2 separate regions of the Rattus norvegicus genome follow, and region 2 is linked to region 1. The links are chromatin contacts, called in public Hi-C maps. All regions are on one chromosome and are shown on one strand. The core of a region is the stretch at or near the end of the contact, and the rest is flanking DNA. Distances in the headings are between cores, read along the strand shown.

The links. A called contact is a pair of places that touch in the nucleus more often than the background predicts.
Region 2: a Hi-C map of Schwann cells shows a contact between it and region 1, with 7 times the contacts expected there. The contact joins two enhancer-like sites. A contact is called at or near these places in 3 of 12 Hi-C or Micro-C datasets (the A7r5 cell line, the Rat2 cell line and Schwann cells) and 1 of 1 datasets of contacts at active chromatin or transcription factors (oligodendrocytes).

Annotation. Positions count from the first base shown.
Region 1 is chr9:72,684,705-72,690,102 of GRCr8, forward strand. No RefSeq gene overlaps it. Among named protein-coding and RNA genes, the nearest start is that of Fastkd2, 25 kb to the left of the region's middle. Within about 2 kb of position 4,062, at least 19 of the 93 cell types and tissues checked have an H3K27ac peak or open chromatin away from gene starts, as enhancers often do. A contact at or near this core is called in Schwann cells, where this site is marked.
Region 2 is chr9:72,916,539-72,922,643 of GRCr8, forward strand. No RefSeq gene overlaps it. Among named protein-coding and RNA genes, the nearest start is that of Klf7, 100 kb to the right of the region's middle. Within about 2 kb of position 3,088, at least 54 of the 93 cell types and tissues checked have an H3K27ac peak or open chromatin away from gene starts, as enhancers often do. A contact at or near this core is called in Schwann cells, where this site is marked.

The DNA.
Region 1 (5,398 bases), core at 2,812-5,311:
CACTTGGTGACACCTGGGAGGAGCTTGGAGGCCTATATAGTGAACCATAGTGATAATCTATCCAAGGGCTTAGAGAAATCAGAGATCACAGAGGAGATGGACTGACTGTGGTGAGTAGGAAAGAGCACAGCCTATCTGATGGGCAGGGGAGGGAGGTCCCAGAGGAGAAAGGGAGCTATGGAGGAGGGAGGAGCAGGGCTTACCTAGCAACGCAAGGAGTGGCAGACCCAGAGGGACTGGGGACCTTTGGGGTCAGAAGGAGCAGACCTAGCTGGCCACATAGGGACATCTTGGAGAGCCCTGCTGAACTGTGGGATAGGAAGGAGCAGGCTCCCTGGCAGTGTGGGGAAGTCCTAGAAAGGCCAGGAAGGCCAATGGGATAGGACGGCTGGTGGGCTGAGCTGGCTATGCAGCAAAGTCCTGAAGGAGCCTAGGAGGATGCTAGGAAGGATGGGACCTAGCAGGTGGCATGAGAAGGAAAAGGCCCAAAGTTATTATTTTAGTTTGTTTTTTTTCTTTATTGGTTATTTTATGTATTTACATTTCAAATATTGTCCTTCCCAGTTTCCCCTCCACAAATCCCCATCCCATTCCCCTTCCCTTTGCTTCTATGAGAGTCCTCCCCCCATTTCCACCTCAGTGCTCAAGCCTCCACAGGACCAAGGGCCTCCCCATTGATGCCAGATAAGGCCATCCTCTGCTACATATGTAGCTGGGGTCATGGGTCCCTCCATGTGTACTCTTTGGTTGGTGATTTAGTCCTTGGGAGCTCTGGGTGGTCAGGTTAGTTGATATTGTTCTTCCTATGGGGTTGCAATCCCCTTCAGCTCCTTCAGTCCTCTTAACTCTTTCACTGGGGTCCCTGGGCTCAGTCCAATGGTTGGCTGTATCTGCATCTGTCTTAGATGCTGGTGAAGCCTCTCAGAGGACAACCATACTAGGCTCCAGTCTGGGAGCACTTCTTGGCATTAGTAATAGTGTCAAGGTTTGGTGTCTGCAGATGGGATGGATCCCCAGTTGGGGCAGTCTCTGGATGGCCTTTCCTTCAATCTCTGCTCCATTGTTTGTCTCTGAATTTCCTTTAGATAGGAACAATTTTGGGTTAAATTTTTTGAGATAGGTGGGTGGCCCCATCCCTCAACAGGTATTGTTACAGAAACAGATAGATAAGTGGAATAGAAATGAACCCACACACCTATGGTCACTTGATCTTTAACAAAGAAGCTAAAACCACCCAGTGGAAAAGACAGCACTTTCAACAAATGGTGCTGGTTCAACTGGAGGTCAGCATGTAGAAGAATACAAATCGATCCATTCTTATCTCCTTGTACTAAGCTCAACTCTTAAGTGGATGAAGGACCTCCATATAAAACCAGATATACTGAATCTAATAGAAGAGAAAATGGGAAAGAGCCTCAAACACATTGGCACAGGGGAAAACTTCCTGAACAGAACACCAATGGCTCAGGCTCTAAGATCAACAATCGACAAATGGAACCTTATAAAATTGAAAGGCTTCTTTAAGGCAAAGGACACTGTCAAAAGGAAAAAATGACTACATCTGATAGAAGGCTAATATAAAAAATATAGAGAGAACTGAAGAAGTTAGACTCTAGAGAACCAAATAATCCTATTTAAAAATGGGGTACAGAGCTAAGCAACTCTCAACTGAGGAATCTCAAATGGCTGAGAAGCACCTAAAGAAATATTCTACATCTGTAGTCATCAGGAAAATGCAAATCAAAACAGCCCTGAGATTCCACCTCACACCCTCATTGAATTTATCTGTACTTCTTTTCAGCACTGCCTACTTGTCCTAGGGCCTTATGCTTCATGCCAGATGAGTGATCTGCCACTGAGCCACACTCCCAACCCCTGTCAATAGAAATACTCAAAAGAAGACTCCCAGGACACTTCCCTTTTCTTTTTGTTATGTTGGAATTTCCTTTCTAAAGCGCAGTAGTAGGTATTCTGTATGTATATAGTGTGGGCTATCCCTTAGGTATTCTGTATGTATATGGTGTGGGCTATCCCTTTGTCTGGTGGATGCTTAGATTGTGTTACATCCATGTGTAAGCCCCACCCCCAGAGATTTGATCTCTTGAAGGTCAAACTGTTTTCAGTATTTAATTTCTCATCTCTAGAGTGTTCTCCTAATCCAAAGATTATTTATCCTTTATCATCTCCTTTCCTAAGGAACTTTATTGTTTAGTTTTAAGTGAAGTGTACGATGCCAAAGCATAGTTTACATAACCAAACCTGCTCACCATGAATTTCCCATTCAGAAATGGCAGAGACCCATGTTGGGCCAAGGTCAATGGTGAGCTGAGTGAATGATTAGGTTAAAGAACAGCAGTGGCCATCTCTTAGGTGCCAGGTTCTGTACTAGCATTTTACAGTGTGATCGTATTTATTTTACTGCACTTGTTTGACGGTTACTGATAATTTTTTGTATTCATTCCACAGATTAGGAATATTGATAAGGTCTTTAAGTAGTTTTCCTAAGAGATAATATTTAGGGGAAAAGAAGAGCCAAGTTCTAAACTCCTCCCCCAACCTCAAGCTCACAGCACTACACCAGTACTTCCCAAGTATTCCTACTGATTACAGTCAATCACAGACCTTACACGCACAGCAACACGGAATTACATCATATTTTCAATTAACCTGCAACTTGCTTCTCAAGTAATGAAGTGTTGCTTTGCAGCTCGAAGATAGTTCCTACAGCAGTACCCTCAACCTAGATGTATGATTTGAGTCTTTGCTATTGGAATGGCCCAATGGGCTTTGGAGTGATCTTTCTGAACGATAATAACTCACCTAACTGAGCATCCTGCTGCTATGGGGACTCAACCCATAGTAGGATATCGACAAATCATTTTATAGTGAAGACTAAGTCTACCATGGCTTGAAGTCTGGGAAAGTCTCTTAACTTCATAACCTTCAATTTCCTCATCTGTAAAATGGGGATGCTAAGAGCCAATCTGAAGGACCAGTGTGCATATTATAAATACATTTATATGTCGTGCCCTACAGTTGATGCTTCTTATAATAGGAAGGCAAATTCCCTGTGGCTGAGTTGTGGATATGAACTGCAGCTCTCAGCAGTGGTCTTGAGCAGGAAGCTAATTGAGCATGGTTTCCAGCTGTAGTTGGGCTAAAGTCTGAAAAGCACGTGTGGCAGAGAAGCTTCTCTGGCTTTCTCAGAGGCTGTGAGTGGGGAGGACCGAAGTACTTTACAAGGAACTGGAGATAGAAAAAACAAGAAATGAATGGCAGTGTCCCCTAGGTGGTGCTGAATCATCATGAAAAGAAAATTGGGGCACCTAGTATTTTCAGGGGTGACTTCCTTCTGGTTAGAATTTCAAATAAGAGCAGGACAGCTCCCTGGAATGTCTGGGAAAAAATGACCAGGCAGAAAGAGTCTTTTCAGGAGGACTGTCTATACAATACCTTGGGTCTGCCAGGCCTCTTAGGGCTTTGGGTTTGCTTGTGTTGGAAAGAGGAAGCAGGGTCAGACCAGCTTTTGTTCGCTCACTGAGAGTGGCTGTAGCTGTAGTTGTAGCTGATTTCATAGATGAAAACCCATTTATAAGCACACCAAGGGGAGGGATCAGCTTGGGCTGTTAGCACCACTCCCCTCAGTGAACAGGACTGAGAGGAAGTGAGACCTCTCTCTGCCCCCAGAACACATATCAATGCTGCTAGTGAATATAGCAAGAAATGCCTATTATTATTTAGTGCACAACACCAAATGGTGTATGTTTCTTAGCTCTGCCCCCCTCTTTTTGAACTCAATTGCTGGGCCACTTATTTTTCCTTCTACACAGAAGTAACAGCATCAGATGAAGGCTGTCTAGCAACTTACATCTTGTGACTGTCAGGTCCTGGGAGAGGCCACTGAAGTGCTCTGGAATTGAGTCAGGAGCAGAAATGCTGTTCTTGAGGTCTTGGGTCTGGGTCTCACATGGGAGCCATGCACAAAGTTCCTGAGGCTCCACTTCTTGAGTTCATTTCCATGTTGGCAAAAATGTGAATTTGGTTTCCAAGGGAGACTGCTCACATGTATTAAAATGTCTCCACTGCTGAAGTTGCTTTGTGTCGTCCACTAAAGCCTTCTGCCATCAATCCCCATCTTCCAACAAGTTTTCCAACGTTGTGTCTTTGGGAGGTAACCATAGCAACTAAGCTTATTCAAAAATGACAGAACCTAGGCATTGAAGGGGGGAGGTAACCCTGTGGTATTTTACACTGGGAATTTACAGGGTACTAATGAATCTAATCATTGTATATGCTGGGTACTGCTGTCTCTGTAGTAGGCGCTGTACTACATTAAGAGATGTGATTCTCACAACAACCCTATGATGTAGTCATTGTTATCAGCTTCAGTGGGTGGGGGGAACTCTGGGACAGATTTTGGTGGTTGCACAGCTATTTTGATTCTCCTATTTGGACTATTGCCCACAGGAAACTGGGGCATAATCTTCCAGTGTCTGATCTGCATGTGGTAAAATGGAGCCTGTGAAAAATGTTGAAGGCAATCTCCTGCCCCATATCACTGATACCTCCTTGCAGTATATAGTATAGAGCTTGCAAGTAATCTCATCCGTTTCTCACAGCAAGCCTTGTGACTATTGTGTCTGTCTATAACTGAGAAAACTAAGAGACTGAATGACATTAGATGACATTTCCCAAGGTCACCATGTAGAATTTAGAAGACTTAGAAAATAAGTCCATCTCTATCTATTTACCTATCCATCATCTATCCCTTTATCCAATAAACTCTGCATTCATTTCATAAGAATGCATGAATTCAAAAAGTATTCTGTGCCATTGACAAGATTTGAAAGATCATATTTACTTCATTAAAAGAGTCATGGCATCTAAAGAGATAATATTCGGCTTGAGTATTAGAAAAATGCCAAGATGGATATAAGCTTTTATATGTGAAAATCTATATTCTAATAAGCTTAAACATTGGTATTTATGTATGAGTATGGAGCTGTCTCTCTAAATTGTCTAAGATTATGAGAGAGAAGAATGTAAATCGTAAGTTTTTTTTTTTTCACCAAGGAGAAAGTTGGAATGCTCGCAAGAGAAAATCATCTGTATCTTGCAGAGATACCTGTTAAGCTTGAAACCCAGTGAGAGAGGAAGGGTCGGGTGTGACCTGCTCATTGAGAAATACCTGGTACCTTAGACTTGTGACGTCAGTGAACTAAAATCATAACTCATGTTGACACTCAGAAGACTGCATTTAGAATTGCATTTCACAACTTGATGTGGATCAGTGTTGGTGGGCTTGGAGAAGGTGGATGGGGGTGAAACCTGGCTGTTACCTGGAGAGGCCTAGACGGTTGTAGTTACTTTTGATGGTAGAACAAAAGCAGACACTATG
Region 2 (6,105 bases), core at 1,838-4,337, 230 kb after region 1:
ACCAGCTAAAAAGGCAGGCGTCTGTTACTGGGCAGGGAGCGATGGCAAAGACTGGAGGCTTCCTGGAGCTGGTTGGCTAGCCACCTTAGTCCAATTTGTGAGCTCCAGACTGAGTGAGAGGCACTGTTTCAAAATAAGGTAGAGAAAGACAGAGGTAAGAACTGACCTTGACCTCTGGTCTTCACAGCTTAAACACATGCATGCATGTACACACACACACACACACACACACACACACACACACACACACACACACTAAAAACTGAAAGTTCCTCTTAGACCCATGTGGGGATGATTTGGAACCCTTGGTGTCTTTCCTTTCTCCATCTTCATCATTTCTCCTTGAAAGCTGCTCCTCCAGGCAGGAATGTTTTCTAACAACAGCGTGTTGGCCCTGCTTACATTTTATTTTGAAGGAAATCCAAACCAGTGAACAAGCAAGTAAGTGGAAAGGCATGCTGTTGGGGAGGGGCAGGCATGCAGGGATCATTCTGTTCAGATCATCTAAAAATACATCATCAAAGACACTGTCCTCCGAGGGTGGGGCTTGTGGAGAGCCGCTGGTTCAGGGTACCAAGCTCACCCCAACCTGGAAAGGAAGGAGAGACCGGAAGCCACCCAGCTTAATCACAGTCCCTCTACAGGACCCGTTTTCCTACCCTCTTCCTGCCAGTGCTCTCCAAGAATTGTAGGAAATAGAGGTCCAACGTGGAAAAAAACAACACTTAGCAAAGAAAATGATAAACATTCCTACCCAGGTCCCGTTTCTGAGAACACATTGAATTAGTTTTTGAGGAATTGAGTCATCGGAGAAATGACCAGAAGGAAGCCGGGGAAAGCCCACCTAGTAGCCCCACCAACTACTAGGTAGACTCTGAGGCGGTGGGGGCACCGTGTTTGGGAACCCTGAAGGGCAGTCAAAATGACTAACAAGAAAACCGCACACGTACTAGGAAACTCCCCCAGTGATTAAAAACTTTGTTTGTGATAATATGCATACTACCACAGGAAGCATACAAGGACACCCCGATGTTTCCCTTGTGTGGACTAGGGTGATTCCTGCAGACATCTTAAAGAGCTGAGAGGGGCCGGAATAGTACAGGTGGTGGATAATTCATAATTAGTGTGTGCTCAAGTCTCCTCAATGCTTGTAAAATTAATCTTAGAATATTTTTGGAAGTAATTCTAAACTGCAAGAGGAAATCCTGTTTAAAAGACCTGGTGCAGGAGGGGAAGTGGCCTGGTGTCTCCCTCCTCCTATGTCTTTTTTTTTTATTTGCAGTCGCTGCAGCACTGCTGAAGGAACAAAGCCCAGAGAGGCCTAGCAATGGGCCTCAGGCCACACAGCTCACCAGAGGCACAGCCGGAGAGCTAGGGAGATAAATCTAGAGCCTTCTTCACCTATCTTTGTCTTCTAGTAGGCTGTTTTACACATGACAAGAAAGGCGTGTAACGTAGACACAGATCTTTGTCCTAATTGGAATGGAATTAGGGGTTTTTCTCTCACTGTGTTCTCTGCTCTTGGCTCTCGTGGAGCTGCCTTGAAGAATCCCTATGTTTCCCTCTGTCACAGGTGGATGTCACAGGTACGAATGAGGAGGAACTCATCTTTCTGTTAAGGTGAGTAGGCGTGCCTTCCCTGAAGGTAGGAGTTCACCATGAACTGTCAGCACACAGAGTTCAGCTGTTTGCAGGGCTAGATGGAAGGTTCTAGTAGTTTATCTCACTCTGAAAGGGCAGACCTTGTGCTATGCCCTGTGGAAGAGTCCCTGGGTAAGATGCTTTGCTCCTTCCTCACCTATGGCTTACCTATGACTACCTGAGCTCTAGAAGGATGAACACATATTCCTTGCCAGGGTTGAGTCCCTGGCCCTGAACAAGCAAAATTGTTTTCTTTCAGGAAACCAGAATGGGGGACCAGGAGATTATCAGCTTCTGTGGGGAGTCAGGTGATAAGTCATGCCAGGAAAGAAACTCAAAGTGGGGGAACTGTGGTGGAAACTAACATTGCACCATATGCAAGAAATAAGGAACCAAGGGAATTGGGAGACACAAATGAAGTGGGGAGGCAGAAAGGAGGGGGAAGTGTGGAAGGGAAAAAGGAAGGGAGGAGGAATGGGGGGAGGGAAGAGGGAAAGAGAGAAAATCCTTACATTCCCACAGGGAGTATTTTTCCCACAGTAGCTTTTCCACACCCCCACCTCTGCATCTTTCTCTGAATCCTGGATACAACGGTAATATGTGGGGGTTTTGTTTTTGTTTTTTGTTTTTTGCCTTTCTTTGCATGTCTTAGAGAGGACATGTTGGCTTCTGATTCATGGAAAAGCAATAGAACGGAAGATACCTTGCTCTGAGCCAGGTGAACAGGTGCTGGGAAGGGGTGCCCCTTTGAAAACAGGGGAACCAAACACAAGGCTACAGAAGAGAGCGAGTGAAAACAGAGGAGACGGGGTGTGGGGAAGGCCACCCATCCCTGCCTGCTTGTGAGCCCCGGCAGCAGGGGAAGATGGCTGACTTCCAGACACCCATCGACTCCCTGCCCAGCCAGTTGCATTTTCCATCCCCCAGAGCCAATCAGCTGCTCATCACGGCTGCACGGGGAGAGCATCAAAGGGATTTAATAATGGTTGGCAAATGTCAAATTACATTGAATCTAAACCAAATTCCAGACATTTAGGACTGTGCAGTCATTAACAATCAATTAGCGCTCTCACTTTTCAGTCAAAGCATTTTTATGCTATTTCCTTTCCAGGATCAGGAAGCATGCTTTGCCTGCCCCCTCCCCCACCCCCGCCCCCAGCAGTAGCAGGACAAGGCATGGGGCGAGCTTAGTCAGTGGAGGAACAATTGAGTCTCTGTTCTCATTGTGGCTTTACTTTCTCTTATTTGTTCTCCCGATAGAATTTTTTCAGGAGGAAACGTTTCGAGTTTGTACATTCCGTCCTGCAAACGTGGCTTTGGGGAAGAGAAGTCGTCTTTCCTCTTTTATGGGCAAACACAAAGGAATGAAAAGCAGAGCTGTGGAGAGTCATCCACACAACGGTTTTCTCGAGTTGGACACTAAGGGGTCTGTGCACCGAGGAACCACACATTCCAACCACAAGGGAGGGCGTTCTGTGAACTCATGTCACCTCTAACGGCTCAGCGCTAGGTGCAGGGGGATCACATTCCAGCAGCAGGGCCAGTAAGCACTGACCACAGAACAGGACATTGCTCTATTGATTACTGTATATCTACTTCATCCTTCCCTTTCCAAATTAGATCAGATTTATGGCAGGCCCCTTCCTGTTCCCCAAGCCGCCCACAGCATCTCCATCCTGTAGGTCAGGTGAAGGGGATAAGCAAGAACCTGTATATGAACATTTTAAGAAAGAACTTTCATAATCCCAAAAACTCCCACTCTGTTTGTGTTTCTCTATTAGGGCTTCCAGAAATGTTATTTTTAGAGTAAATTTCTCAAAATATGGAGAAGCCCAGATTCTACAACTATGACACATAGTCCTTCCCCTACAGTAGTTGATAAAATATGGACATAGAACTAGATTTAACTCAAAATGCTTTGTTGACAGACATAAATCTACCGCGCTCTAACATAGGGTTCCTTCAGATGCTCAGTCCTAAGTGTCTTCGAACGGTGAAGAGAGACTTGGCTGAAGATAGTGTCCCTGGCTCCTCTGTAGCACAGGATGGCCCACACTGTGATCTTATACCCCGAAGAAGGTGAGTCCTTTGGACTCAGTGCTTCATATTCCACTTAAGGCTTTGTCATAGCACGTCTCTGTGCAGGGTATCAGCTGCCAAGTGAAACAAGATGACTGACTCAAGGCCAACAAAACGAAGAGTCATAACTTCAAGGAATGTGCCCGGAGAGAATCACGCTCAGAAAAGGGGCAGAGAGGGGATGGCCACAGGGTCAGAAAAGGGTGCCTGCTGTCAAGACTGAAGGCCTGAGTTGGATCTCCAGAATCTATACACCAAGTGAAACTGATTCCCCAAAGTCAGTCTCTGTCTCTGTCTCTGTCTCTGTCTCTGTCTCTCTCTCTCTCTCTCAAAAACAAATGAACGAAAATGTATAAAGGAAAAGGCCCATGGAGGTTCCATTTCAGCACATCTTCAGAGGGAGCTGTCTGTGACTTTTTTTCCTTCCACTCTGAAGTCACCTAAAGTAAGGGGTAAAGGAGTGTCTTCACTGTGACCAGCTCTAGAAGACACAACTCTAACAAGAGATGCACCAAGCTAGCAAGTCACAACTGCAGCTGTTTGTAAATCAATATTTTTACAGAGCAAAACCAGGAAAGTGTTTATTTGCTTTATAAAAATATTACTTTGCTTTGCTATCTGATTCTTTCTGGATAGTGTCTCTGATATGAGGGTGCCCTGGAATGACTTGCCAGAGTCTGTTAAAAATATCCTTGTCTAGCCCACAGCACTAATTCCTGGCCATTATGGTCAAAATAAAGTCTGGAATGAAACAGAAAATGGTACTTATAAAACAAATGCTGGCTGAGTCTGATACCCGTAGTCATTGACTTCCACTCCAAGAAACATTGCACGCAGTAGTCTTCTGCATACATTTAAACTGAGGTTAATACTATTTTCCATCAGTGAAGTGAGCCAATTCAAGCCAAATTAAAATATATAAAGGCAGGTTTATTGGTAAGCTGCTCTTGCATGGGTTCACAGCTCCCAAGGAAGGAGTCCAGGAGTCAGGAGACAGAAGGGAAGGAGAAGACAAAGAGAGAAAGAGCATGATGCATGAAGAGAGAGAAAGAAAGCAGAGAGGGAGAGAGAGTAGAGGGGAGAGACCAAAATGCCTGAGTTATAAAGGGAAGAGCTTCTGGAAGAGGGGAAGCCCAGTCCCTGCGCCATAAAGTTCAAGGTAGGGATGGAATATGTCAGCTATGCCCTGTAACAGGTAGGGCCTGAGGGATATTCAGAGAACCTGGAGGCCAGGTCTGCTTTGGTACGTAAAATATACACCTGAGTCATTTGTCTGAATCCCAACAGTTAATTTCTGTTTAGGAATTAATTATTTCATGTAAGTCAAAGCCTACCCTACAGTGGTAGGACAGACTGCAAACTAAGGGAAGTGGTTTGCATTTGGTCATGTTAGAATCCTGTCTCTCTAGGATTCATGAGCTGACTACTCCGTTATTACAGATACTTTATTGTCTATGTGTCGTAAGGAATATTGACATCTGTAGAACTGACTCACCTTACACAGCATGTCTTCTAAGTGGCCGGCTCGCTGCCTGGCACAAGTACTTAATATGTGAAGATAGGCTGGAGTCTGCCGTGTACTTCTCAATTTTATGACTCCATGAGAAACCAGAGAGCCACTAATTGCATTTGTTATTTATTACCATCCTAAAATTTGCGGAGAAACAGAGACTTGAGTTGGGAGGTGACTGTACAGAAGAGGAAAAGAGAGTGCAAAAATGCTGGAGGAAGATGGGCCATGGCACTGGGACCGTCTTAGAGAGGGGTGCCCAACGGGGATGTTGGAATTGGTTCTAAGCAATAGGAGGACAGAAAGATGGGTGAGAAAGGAAAGGAAAAAGAGAATAAATGCAGAGAGAAAGGAAACAGCAGCATACAAAGCTACAGGATCCCAAGACCAGAAATTGAAAGTTAATGAAAGCCGAGGTTTAAACTTTGCCCATCACTTAGTACTGTTGTCAGGCACTGGGTACCCTCTGCTATGAGTTCACCAGAGCACGTAAACATTACCTTCCATTTATCATTTTCATTTCTAATAGTTGAATTCTTTGATCAGAAAGTCTGCATGTAGCTCCCATACATCTCAAAATAGTTTGCGGTTTTAATGCCAAGAACAGAATATGTCGTGGAATAGCAGAAAATACACCATTGCTACTTTGGCTCTGATGTTATTTAGAGTCCTAAATGATGTGCCTTTAAATATATCCCCACTGGCTCAATCATCTTCAACAGTCTAGAGAGCCAGTTGGCTTTATACTCAAGAGACCAGGGTTTTGGAAGCTGTCACTTCAAAAAACAGAGTCAAGCTGCATGGTAGTGATATGCAATCGCCAAGGTTATTTATCTAGAGGTGACCCGTTCCTCAGTAGCTGTTCCTTGAAGTCA